Linked DNA regions of Mus musculus: region 2 is linked to region 1. Evidence: chromatin contacts called from public promoter capture Hi-C data. All regions are on one chromosome and are shown on one strand. The core of a region is the stretch at or near the end of the contact, and the rest is flanking DNA. Distances in the headings are between cores, read along the strand shown. Region 1 holds the start of Acsm5 (acyl-CoA synthetase medium-chain family member 5). Region 2 overlaps Acsm1 (acyl-CoA synthetase medium-chain family member 1).

What was found. Promoter capture Hi-C pulls out the DNA fragments that hold promoters and counts their contacts.
Region 2: a promoter capture Hi-C map of liver shows a contact between it and region 1. The contact joins the enhancer-like site here to the promoter of Acsm5 in region 1. A contact is called at or near these places in 6 of 39 promoter capture datasets (cranial neural crest, embryonic stem cells, epiblast stem cells and 1 more), 8 of 484 Hi-C or Micro-C datasets (liver and nephron progenitors), 6 of 115 datasets of contacts at active chromatin or transcription factors (hepatocytes, intestinal villus epithelium, kidney and 1 more) and 4 of 9 other capture datasets (adipose tissue, embryonic stem cells, liver and 1 more).

What each region holds. Positions count from the first base shown.
Region 1 is chr7:119,523,764-119,530,274 of GRCm38.p6, reverse strand. Acsm5 (acyl-CoA synthetase medium-chain family member 5) reads right to left here and starts at 4,010. Exons shown (of 14, transcript NM_178758.3): 1 at 3,838-4,010; 2 at 1,637-1,856; 3 at 1-7. The coding sequence starts at 1,837. It also overlaps a transcript of Pdilt not described here.
Region 2 is chr7:119,628,552-119,635,062 of GRCm38.p6, reverse strand. Acsm1 (acyl-CoA synthetase medium-chain family member 1) reads right to left here. Exons shown (of 14, transcript NM_054094.6): 3 at 1,791-2,001. Gm19950 (a long non-coding RNA gene) reads left to right here. Exons shown (of 4, transcript XR_869907.2): 2 at 3,772-3,886; 3 at 5,158-5,317; 4 at 5,590-6,511. Among named protein-coding and RNA genes, the nearest start is that of Gm19950, 11 kb to the left of the region's middle. Within about 2 kb of position 2,727, at least 3 of the 459 cell types and tissues checked have an H3K27ac peak or open chromatin away from gene starts, as enhancers often do. A contact at or near this core is called in hepatocytes and liver, where this site is marked.

The DNA of each region.
Region 1 (6,511 bases), core at 2,761-5,260:
GCCCTGTCTGGACAGTGAGTGCAGCCAGGAAAAAAATAGAAACCATTATTGAGTGGTTTTGCTCATTTGTTTTTTTTAAGAAAAACCTTTTTACAGTCGTTGTGTTGAGTAATTCCTCCTATATATTTGTTACCATAGAAGAAGGGGCCTTTTTAATTGAAGGGGCCTTTTTAATTGAAGAATTAGAGGGAAATGTTGCAGGTTATCCTGGTGCTGTTTGTATTCTCATGTTAATACTGCTTCCTCAAGAGGCTTGCCCCTGATGAGCAGCCCATCACATACTCAGGTGATCTCATGGGAACTATCTCCCCACTTTAACTGCTCAATGAAAGCTAGAGCCTGTGATAGGGCAGTGGAGGGGAAAGCTGGGATGGAAGTTTTGAGAGTGGAGGTAGGTGGAGAGGTAGAAGAGGATGAGAGGGGAAGGGGAAAGAACAGAAGAAGAGGAGGAGGAAGCCATGATGGAGAAGAACTATGTGGCCAGGAGAAACCACAAGTAGCAAGGGGTCCTATAGCTGGGGAATAAGTTAGTATAGTGTTAGATCTGCCCAATATAGGCTTATAGCTTATAATTATAATAACTGAATTATGTGTTTTTCATATGGGCTTATTGGGGTTGGAAATTCCCACAACAAAGTTATCTGATCACTGAGTTCAAAAATCAAAACAATGGGCCAAGGGTATGAGTCAGTTGATGGAGTGCTAGCTTGACATTCACCAAGTTCTGGGTTCAGCCCTCAGCATTGAATAAACCAGGTGCTGTGTAGCATGCCTGTAAATCCAGGACTTAGGAGACAGAAGCAAGAGGATCAGGAATCCAAGGTCATGGGTGACTGCATAGTGAATTTAGGGCTAGCCTTGTCTACATGAGACCTTCCTTCATAAAACTAAAAGCCAACCAGTCAAACACAAACCAAAAGGTTTGCACTTTCCCTGTAGGTCAGAGAGTGGTCAGTTTTATTTGTTACTTATGTATCCTCTCAGTGTTGAGTTAGACAAACATAAGCAAATTTCCCATACCAACATTTTAATGTAAAAGGTAAGACGACTTACACTCTCCCACGTTCCTCCCTGTTTAATTAAACCATTACCCCACTTCACCCACAAATCACTACATAAAAGCCCACAACTCATTGATTTTTTTTTTTTTTTAGAAAAGTTCTGCAAGGTTGCATAACTGTTAGTTTTTGTTGCTTTGATAAAATTCCATGACCAAAAGGCAATTTAGGGAAGAGTTTATTTGGTTAAAGTCTAGAGATGAAAGCCCCCATTTCTCCTACTCCGAAGGGAAGAGCACAGAGCACAAGAGACAGAATATCATCATAACAGAGCTCCCTTCTGCTTATAGAATCCATCGGAAGAGGACACAGAGCAGGCACAGATGTCCTCTGTGATCTGGGCTCAGACCGAGTGACACTTTAAGCACATGGTTCAAGGTATGTCTGGCTCACACCACGTGGGTCTAATTTGTCCCCTTCAGGCCTCAGGCTTTAGTGCTAACAGTTTCGATTTTAGGACTTGCCAAGTTCCCAGGTCACGGTGTTGAGATGTGCTTATCTTACAGTCTTGACTCTCACCACAGTATCTGGGGGACTTCAGATGCCCGAGTGGGACACCAGGGAAGGATGAGCCTCACCTTTTCCAGCTGACTCCACACATCCAACACATCATGAGCAAAGTTGAAGTACTCGGGCACTGGCTGCCTCCCCAGGCTGATGGCTTCCCAGGTAGCTACCACCTCAGGGATCGGGGGAGGTGGTGGCTGTGTGTGAATCCTGCAGACTCCCCAGGAACTCCTCAGAGCCTGGCAGGCCAGGCCTCTTAGCCACAACCTCATGACTTCTATCAACTTCTGCCTGTCACCAAAGAGGAGAGGGTATAATGTTGAATTCTGGAATTTGGGTTGAGGAGGAGTCTGTAACCAGCCATGTGTGTGGCAGTGTAGCTCATACTGACAGTCATTCGGCTGTGACACTGGAAGTGTCTCTTCTCTGAACGGGAAGTCCTCTCCTACCTCTCTCTGTATCAGGGTCTGCATGTATCTGAGACCATCCATTCACAGCCCAGTTCTTAAAACTTAGGCCTTCAAGGGGATCCCCCAATGACAGTAATTTTGCTGTTTTAAAAGCAATCAACATGCGTTTTATGTGTTTGTGTATATGGATTGTGTATGTGTTTTTAGATACACATGTGTGCTTAGGTGTGTGTGTTTAGGTGCATATGGAAGCCTTGACTGTTGTTTTTTTAGGCACTGCCCCCCCCCCTTTGAGGCAAGATCTCTCATTGTCTTATAACTGATCAGTTAGGCTATGCTGGCTGGCCAGTGCACCCCAGGAGTCCTCCTGTCTCCAGCTCCTCCATATAGGTTCTGGGATAGAATTAGGCCCTCATATTTGCAGGACAAAGATTTTGTTGACTGAATTATCTCCCTAGGTTCTTAACCCACTTCTTAACTGTTTCAACTGGTAAATAATTACATAGCCACTGGTATGTTTCAACTGGTAAATAATTAGAGGCCACAGTGGGACATTTCAGCTAATTTGTGCAGTATATGACGTCATCTCAAACAGCTCAACTCTGCCCAGTAGAACCAAAATGCTAGCCACACATGCCACACAGAGATTTATAGCACTGAGATGCAGGGAAGTAAAAAGGAAACAAATTAGATAATATATATGGTACTTAGCCAGGCATGTGAACAACATATCACTTGTCTTTTGTACCGAGACTGCAAGCAGAGTGTGCACTTGAGGCTAACACAACAGCTAGGTTTCTTAAGTGCCAGGAGCTGCCAGTGGTCAGAGCTGTTTTAGGGCCTTGCTGTTCAGGGGATAGGACCTTAGAGCATGAGTGGTCCCCAGAGCTGTGCCTTGGCTCCCACCTGTGAGTGTGACTCTGCATGTTCACAGGATCCCAGAGATATCTGTAGCCTGGGGACACTTTCAGTTTCAGTCCCTTGGGGCAAATTCCTCTAGTGATAACAGAACAGGGTAACAGTAAGACAATGATAATAGTTTAAACAGCAGGAAAGGCCCATTCCCACAACCACTGAAGGCTGACTGTGCACAGAGCATATTGCGAAAACAAAAACAAAAAACAAAAAACCCAACAACAATTTCACATCAATAAATTGCCCATGCACCTGAAACTATCCATGCTTTTGTAAGTAACTCTAATTAAACTCACTGGGTTCAGGAAATAATAACTTAAAAAACCAAAAATGCCAGAGAGGGACTAGTTGAGAAGGAGGAAGAGGGAGAGGAGGAGGAGGGAGAGGAGGAGGAGGAGGAGGGAGAGGAGGAGGAGGAGCAGGAGGAGGAGGAGGGCATCAGTGGGGATGGAAAGGGACAAAGAGTGGAAACGAGGATGATTAGGATGAAAACACATTTTATCCGGGTCTGAAAAGCCTCGCTGAAACCCATTATTGTGTATAATAACATAAGCGCTCGATCAACGGTAAGAACTACACAAAAAGCTTTTCATGAAGCCCTGTGACAACTCTCTCCCAAATTCTACTTTCCTCATTAGAGGAGGCGGCTTAGAAGGGAAACAGTTACTTCCGACTCTCACTTTCCAGAAAAGTCTAGGTTCAGCCTTTGGCTCGTAGCCACTAACACCGGGTTTAGAGCCTCGGATCTCCCGGACATCGCTCCTGTATTCTGCCTCACACACACCCGTTTCTTTGACTCTTCCCTTCTTGATGGCTGACCTCCACAGCCTTCAGGTCTTTCCTGACAATTTCCTAAGGTCACATTGTGCCATTCCTATCCTTGATTTAATCCCCAAAGGTCTCTGGGTAGGTGGCACGTGCCAGTGAAGGGTTTCTTGCTCAGTTACCTTGTTTTAAAATCTGAGGTACACAAAAGGCATCTGCGTTTCACTGCAGCAGCAAGGCAGACCTAAAAGCTCCTGAGAAGATTTCCCCAGAAGCGATGAAGGCAGGATTGGGACAGGGAGCTTTAGCCCCAAGCACAGCCTGGAGAAAACAGGGTTAGAAGTCAGCAGCTTCAAGTTTCAGAGGGTCAGGACACTGTGAGCTGGTGAAAGCAGCTCCCTGCCAGGGTTTCCCAGGCAAACAGTGCCTGCAAGATAAACCTTGGCCTGGAGTCAGCCTGTTAGGGACTGGCACACTAGTACACGTGCTCCCTGGAATTCAAATGAGAGCTTTATGCTGCTTTAACAGAAAGGACAATAAACCAGATCCTATCTGTTTTTCACCTGAATGCCCCCTTCTGCACCCCCAATACCCTTTGCCCAGGGCTTAAAGATAAAAAATGTGACCCTGAAGGAATAGCTTGGCAAAGGATGTGAGCAGGATTCTTTGAACGAATAAAATGGCTCTTGGATGGGGGCCAAGGCAGGACAATTACATAAATTTACTGGAAAGAAAAAAAAACTGGATATTACCTAAATAAAGCTGTTGAGATCAAATAGAAAGCTTTCTAATGCTCCCTACTTCCTCAAGGGTTAAAGCCAAAGCTGTGATATGGGTGCATGGCAGGCAGGCAGGCTGCTTCTTTGAGAACAGCAGCAAAAAACCATCCTGATCCACAGCCATTGGGATGCCATTAGTGTAGCTATCACCAGAACCAGCTTCCGAAGCTCCCACAGGTTAATTTGTGCTCCACCCCACCCCGTAATTGTTTCCAGCACAGTGCAGCTCCATGCCTGAGTCTTCCTGCCCAGATGCCCCTTCTACACGGTATCCTACCTTAAAGTCTCACATGGAACAGCCCCGGGACTCCCTCAGACCAGAACTGTCTCCACCAGCAGTCTTTTGCCACTCCTCCTCTGACCACCATTCCTCCCTCTCTAGGACGGGCCCCTTTCTAATGCTGTGTAGTTTTAGTTGCTGTGTAGTTTTAGTTAATTCCCAGTGTGTCTCCCCTTCACACAGGCACATCAGGACACGTGGGTGTAGATTTGGGATCCTCTGCACTCTGGCACTCCTGCACTCAGAATACTCCTTCATTTGGGAGAGGTCGTGATTCTTTGTTGAGTCCTCAAGTAGCAAAGGTGAAGATTCATTTAATATTTTTTCACTGCCAGATACTGTGTTGGGGTTTTCCATGGGTAATAAGTTCAAAGTGATTTCTGTGTTTTGCTTTTTTTATTGTATGTATGTATGTATGTATGTATGTATGTATGTATGTATGTATTTTTGGATAAAATCTAACCTGACAAAGTCCCCATACCCCAGCACAGGACCTCAGAGCATTGTTCTTAACACTAGAGGGGGATGAGGGGTTGTCACACAGGCTGTGTAGCAATCATACGCCATGTTCCTCCTCTGATCTCGTCAGGTCAACCAGGCCCATGTCCACGTGAGCAGCATTTCTTTCTCCCTGACTGCCTTGGCCACAGTGTCTTCACTGGGTCCTAGGCAATAAGCCCATGCCTGAATTTGCAGCAGTTTCTAGAGATATGTTCTACACACCCAGATATATGGACAAATGAGCTATCTTCAGGTGATAGAATTTCAATATCCCTGTGTCTGTCAGTATTTGATAAGAGCTGGGGCAGCAGAAAGCTGAAGGGTGAAAACTCTGGCCATAACAATGACACACTAATCATACAAACAGCCTTTATTTTAATAATATTTCCTGGGTGCCTAGTATATACTAAGCAAAGGAAATGACATGTAATTCAGGAGACAATTAAGGCCCAAAACAGGGTGAGGCTGTTAGCATTTGATACAAAGTGATTGGGAAAGGGGCAGCCGGGAAAGACATGTCCCTAGGCTTTAAAGAAGCCAAGAGAAGTCTTGAGTATTGCTGGGTAAAGAGCTTCCTGACCAAGGAGACTGCAACTCTAAGGCCCTGAGGTAAGAAGGTGGGCATCACCTTCTTACTCATTTGAGGAAGAAGGAAGAGGTTCATGTGGCTGGAAGACAGCTAAGGAGAGGAACTTAGAAGGCCTGGAGTGTGGCTCCACAGTGGAAGTGGCAAAGCACTGCTAAGTATGTGCGAAGCCCTGGGTTTTCTTCCCAGTGCTTCCAGAGGGAAAGGAAGGGTGGATGAGGGGAGGGAAAGGAAGAGAAGGGGAGGGGAGAGGGGAAGAGAAGAGGACAGGACAGCAAGTGCAAAGGAAGGCAGGGGAGGGGAGGGGGGAAAGGGAAGAGAAGGGGAGGGGAGGAAAAAGAAGAGAAGAGGAGGGGAGGGGGAAGAGAAGAGGACAGGACAGCAAGCGCAAAGGAGGGCAGGGATGGGAAGGGGGGAAAGGGAAGAGAAGGGGAGGGGAGGAGAGGGGATAGGGGAAGAGAAGAGGACAGGACAGCAAGTTCAAAGGAGGGCAGGGGAGGGGAGCGGGAAAGGGAAGAGAAGGGGAGGGAGGGGAGGGAGGGGAGGGGAGGGGAGGGGAGGGGAGTGAAGGGAAGGGAACGAAAGAGAAGGGAGGTGAGCAAGGGAGAGGAAGAAAGGGAAGTCTAAGAGACCAACAGTAGTGGAGGTGGGAGAGAGTGCTTACTGCCTTCCATATACTCAGCTTCTCATTTTGCACCCATCAGTTTGTT
Region 2 (6,511 bases), core at 1,478-3,977, 110 kb before region 1:
GAGGAGTCTTTGATGAAGTGAGTCATTGGAAGTGTCATGTTCTGGATCTCTTCCTGACTCTTGTGTTTTGTTTCCTGATTCTATGAGTTGGCCTAGATACTTTGTTCTATCACATGGATACATGATGATCTGCCTCAGGCAGCAACAGAGCCAGGCAGCCATGGGCTGAAATTGTGAGTCAAGGCAAACCTTTCTGCTTTTAGTTTGATATTTTCCCAACTGTTGACCACAGCAATGAAAGCCTGAAATACAAAACCATGTGGATTCTAGATTATACATAAAGGTAGATAAGTAATTGCAAAAGGAAGGGAAATCTCTGTGTGTGATTTTTAATAAATAGCATGTCAATGTTATGATACAAATGGAAAACATCCCTATAAGGCCACAATAGTAGCGTTGACAGAGAGCCAAATCATATAAAAGTCTTTTTGGGGAAAAAGATTTGCAGCATAATGCAGGGGAAGCAGGTGGATACTGTGTTAGCATTCTGTCTAAGCTCCACCCCACAGTTACCTGGCAAAAGCCAGGTATGCTCCTCCCCATAATTACCTGACAACAGCCAGGTAGGCCTGACCCACTATAAAAGGGGCTGCTTGCCCCCTTCCCTTTTCTTGCTTCTCTCTCTTGCCTCTTGTTCTCTTGCTCCCTCTTGCTTCCTCTTGCTCCCCCTCTCTCCCCATTCCCCGCCCCCCAACATGGTCATGGCCGGCCTCTACTTCTCTACTCTCTCCCTCTCTCTGCCTTTCTCTGCCTCTACTACCCTCTTAACTCCCCTTCCCATGCCCTGAGTAAACTCTATTCTATACTATACTGTTGTGTGGCTGGTCCTTCAGGGGCAAGGGATGCCTCAGCATGGACCCACTGAGGCACCCACACCCTTTCCCCATACCTCACCATACCCCCATATAACATAACCCCTAACTCTTTATCTTTTTATAAACACATCACACTGCCTGACATTAAGCGATGAAATATTTATCCCTGAATTGGGGTAAAGCCCACTTCACACATTCTGACATGTGTGCTGAGGAAGGCACAACCTTGTTTTGTAGGATTGCAGTCAGATGCAACTCAGGTGAGGAGAGCTACAATGGAAGAATCATAAATCCCAAACCTGAGCTGCAGTTTGCAAAACAACTGGCTTGGATGCTTCAAAACTGCCGCTGCCATGCAGAGAAGTCTGAAATCCTGTAGGTTAAAGGAGATGGAGCAGATCTGACTACTATATACAGTGCACGATTCTCTGTTGGATTTAAAGAGAAACTGGCTCTAAAGGATACTGTTTGGATAATCAAAGAAAGTTTGTTACTTATGTATAGGCAACTATAATACGCTGAAGTTAGGCTTGTGTCATAACTCCCCTGTGAGTTTGTGAAGGGAACATCTTGGGTTTTAGCAGATTTTTATGTTCCTGTGCTCATGGGTACTTACCTGGTATTTGTAGTTTCACGATATGCACAACGGATTCTGAGAGAGGAAGCGAGGAGTGCATGATATTGTATTTAGAGCATATTAATTCCAGAGTGTTAGGGAAAGAGAAAGAAGGTGTGAGAACACATGGGAGTGGGAGAAAGAGACAGACTTGAAGAATAAGGAAGATGTGAGGAAGAGACAACGTTTTATCTCCAGCCGAGCTGTCCAGCCTCAGATGGAAGGACAGAGGTTTCCTCCGTGGTCCCAGCATAGAAGCCAAGACTGGAGCCCCAGAGCTTCATCTGTACTAGGCTGTGTCCACAGCACCTACAGTCCCAGCACTGAGGTCTAATGGGTCCCGTGTGTGAATCACTGACCTGTTCGCATGCAGCCCACTGTCACCAACCACCACTCGGGCACTCGGGGCAGAATCAAGGCCAGGTGATCTCCTTGCTGCAGGCCACAAATCTGCTCAAAGACGTTGGCAGTGCGACAGGTGAGGTCCCTCAGCTTCCTGAAGCTCCACTTTATTTCATCTCCTTGGCCATTCACCCACCAAAAGGCTGGACTTGGTCCTCTCTTGCCCTCCTAGGTAAGATTAGATACCAAACTTCACTCCTGCTTTCAGGGACGAGACAACCCACTTCCATAGTCACATTCCAGTGTGAGTCTAGTATAGTGAGATCCCATCTTAAGACATTGATAGACTCCAGAGAAGTAGGGAATGACTTGGGGGCTACCCCCTAACTAAGTCACATGTGACCACAAATACTCTTCAAGCTTTCCACTGAAGACAAACAATTCTGCCTCTCCTTTTGTCCGTTCTAGGTTCATTTAGGTGATTTTTCTCTCTTTGCCTCAGTTTTTCCTTCTATGTAATGGATTCAACAATATTGCCTAAACAACAGTAAGCTTTAGATAAATAAACCATATTAATAGTGTTTGGCACAAAGTATTTGCTCAATAAAATAGTATCATGGAAAAAGGAAAGAGGGTGAAGTCATAGCTAAATATTTAGGTAACATTTTAAAAGGTATTACTAGTGGTAGGACGTGAACACAGAATAGAAGGAACCTACTGGTCCTTGTTTCCTCACAGAAATATCAAACAATAACAGATTGCCCAAAGTAGCTCTGTGAGAACCTTAGAAATCAGTGAAGGGCCTGCAACAGTTGAGCAGCTAAAACCACTCTCAGAATGCAGGGTATTTTGTGTCATTCTTTCTTGTCCTTTCTTGCCACACCTTTGGTGTGGTGCAGTGCAAACAAGGGGAAGCCACCCAACTCCAGGTGCATGGAGAAGGCTGGAACTTGTTTGCAGTGTCCTGACCTATTCAGGAGACACTGGGTGAACTGCTTTCTCTCCTGCCTGATTTGAAGGTCATAGGGGAATGCCATCATAATTTGACTCTCAGGGTGGTTATCTCTGTGTGGGTAGCAGGGTCTATGGTGTATAAAGACTGGTGAGCACCTATGGCTGAGATGTGATAGAGCAAGGAACACAATAGAACTGCCAAAGCCACAAGAAGCAGCAGAGGTGAATTCTTAAAAGGGAACTGTAGTTAGTAACACTGGCCATGTAACTGTGAAAACTGGAACAGGAGGAAAGGATACAGAAAGGACCAGGGAAGGCAAATGTCAGGAAGGCTGCAGATGACATGGAGCCCTCAGCTAGCCACATTAGTGACAGCCTTCCTTTCTTGAGTTATCTGCATGACTGAAAAAGGGGGGACTTCTTCATCCACATGTCCAACATTCAATCAATTACCACAGGTATACAAAAAACAAACAAAAACTAGAGAGATGCCATCGATTCAAAGGGACAAAATCGATCCCCCCTCCCCAAAAGAAACTCAAGCTGTATGGACTTTGTCTATTAGACAATATTTATTTTTAATATCTGTGTTCAATTTACTCAAACAGCTAAAGAAAAACACAAAGATCAAAAGGAGATCAGAAACAGTACAAATGAATCCAATGGAAGTATCAATAGAGGAGTAACCTTTTAAAAGAGGGATAAGTTAAAGTCTAGGACCCAGAATGTAGTAATTGAATAAGCATGCAGTAGAGGGGCTTGCCAGGAGATTCAACAGGCAGAAGAAACAAATGGATGAAGGTGAGTGTAGGTCATCTGAAATTGTTGCTCATGAAGAACAAGAATGAAGAAACCTGCAGGCTTTCCAGACCCATGTGTAGTCTGGGAGTCTTAGGAGAAGACACAGCTGTTCATCTTATCTGAAGAAACAATGGCCCCAAACTGCTAAGTTTAAGGAAAGACCTAAATAATCTAATACAAACAGCTCAACACCTCCAGGGGAAGCCCAATGAGACCCATGGGAATTGTAATTTATTTACACAGGAAGGCTGGAAGCACAGGCCTGATCTTGAGTGTCTGAAAGAACAGCAACTAATGGTGTCCAAGACCAAGAGACCCTTGAGGAGCTTGTCCTTGACTGTCACATTCTTTTTGTAAGGTAAGAGGACCTGAGATCATATATTTGAAGTGGGGAGGGAGAGGGAGAGGGAGAGGGAGAGGGAGAGGGAGAGGGAGAGGGAGAGGGAGAGGGAGAGGGAGAGGGAGAGGGAGAGGGAGAGGGAGAAATAGAGCCCCAATAATAGCCAATTACTTAACATTTTTTTTTAAATGTGAGGGAGAAATTTAAATATTCACAGAGAATTTGAACAGGAGGGGTCCATCACTTCCAGACCTGCCTTACAAGAAATTCCAGGAGTCTTCACCTTGAAATGAAAGGAAGTGGACATTAACAAATAGGAAAACACATGTTTTCTTATTAACATGGAGACACTTATAAGACTATGATATCATTATTGGTATATTTTTGGCTTGTAACTTCACCTATTATTTAAAATAATGTCATGTAATTATTTATTTACTTATTTGTGTGTGTGTGTGTGTGTGTGTGTGTGTGTGCACGTGCATGCACACTCAGGAGTTTACAGTTGTGCATGCTGTAGTGTGAATTTCAGAGGACAACTTTCAGGAGTGGATGTTTTCCTACCATGTGGATCTTAGGGACTGAACTCTAGTTGTCAGGGTTGGCAGCAGCCGGGGCCTTTACCTGCTGAGTCATCTCACTGGCCTCTACTTTTATTCTTTAATTATATTTAAAAGACAATGATAAACCCACATTAAAGTGTGTACAAAAGAAGTGGAATTTGTGACATCAGGAATCTCAGGTTGGGGTTGAATGGGGCAGAGCTGTGGGGAGAGAGAGTTTCTAGTGTGATTGAGGACAAGCTTTTCAAAGTTAAAAATAGACTCTGGTTGCTACAGAATGTTATATGCAGTCCTCATGGTAAGCACCAGGAAAATATCAATAGAATATACACAAAAGAAATGGGAAAAAAAGGCACAAATGTCGTCATAGAATATTCAATTAGCATAAAGTAACAGCACGAAGGAAGTAACAGAAAATGGCAGGAAAAATTGAGCATTGTGTATCTCATTTACTCTCCTATCCCCATGCTGGGTGCCAATCAAAATTTAATTCTATGAATGAACAAATGAGTGGAGTGTGTAAGAGGCAGAATACAAACAAGCTGATGGGAATGTGGCCTCTCCTGAATAGATTTGGGGACTGCTTCAGGACTCCAACTCTAACTACTGTAACTGTAACTATAACTAACTAACTAACTAACTGACTGACTAACTAACTAACTAACTAACTAAATATATGTATAGACACATTGTCAGTTTGGGGCAGTGCTGTTGATTGGACCACAGATCAGTTTCAGAGCGATGCTTGCTAGTGATTCACAGGAGATGCTGCAGAAAGCAGAGGCTTCACGGGAGTGCTGACACGGACAGACCCCATGCTCACTCATCCTATCAGTGCATATTGACAGACTACTGTGTGAGGCTCCAAAGTCACAACAGGCTAATGGTGAGTGGTCTGAATTAATCATGATCTCATGACAGATCCAAGATATTTGAATATTAATGGGATAGGAAAGCTTGTAAATGGGAGTGGTGATTGGAGATACAGATGAAATGGCAGTGACCACCTATGATGTTATGAAATCCAGCCATCCTGGACTTTCCTATAAGATGATTTACTTGGTTGTTAATCCCATAAGCTCAACGTTTTATGGAGAAAACACGGATCAAGCTAACACCACTGTCTCTTTATCACTGTGTTCTTCTTTCCCAACCCAGCTCATGCTTCCAATGCTCTTAACTACATTTACAATCTGAGCAATGAAGAAAGCCCAGGTTCTTTCCTGTCTGGGCCGGTGCTGTGAGCAGACCTTGGACACAAACTCTGCAGCCAGTCCCACAACAACCAGAAGAAGCTCCACTCACAGGTGCTCTAACATGACCAGGAACACAGAATGCCAGGATCCCAAGATCCCAGGATCGCAGAAACTTGGTCACACCAGAATCTCAGTGTCCCAGAGGCAGCTTGACTCCCAGGAGCTCTTACACAACCAGGATCTCAAGATCACAAGATCACAGAGACAGTTGGACTCTGAAGAGTTCTGACACAACCAGAATCAGAGGAAGGACAGGCTCCAGTTAGATATAGTGAGGGCAGGTAGCACTAGAGATAATCAGAGGCAAACATAAGAACATAAGCAACAGAAACCAAGGATACTTGGCATAATTGGAACCCAATTCCTCAACCATAACAAGTCCTGGACAAACCAGAAAATCTAGGAAAAACATCAGGGGTCATAGATGTAAGCATCACCAACAGAATACAAGAGATAGAATAGAGAATCTCAGGTGCAGAAGATATCATAAGAAATATTAGCACAACAGTTAAAGAAATTGCAAAAGCTCCTAACCAAAAACATCCAGGAAATCCAGGACAAAATGAGAAGACCACACCTAAGTATAATAGGTATAGAAGAGAGTGAAAATTCCCAACTTAAAGGGCCAGTCAATATCTTCAACAAAATTATAGAAGAAAACATCTCAAATCTAAAGAAAGAGATGCCTATGAACATACAAGAAGCCTACAGAACTGCAAATAGACTGGAGCATAGAGAAATTATTCCTGTCACATAATAATCAAAACACCAAATGCACAAAACAAAGAAAGAATATTAAAAGCAGCAAGGGAAAACATTCAGGT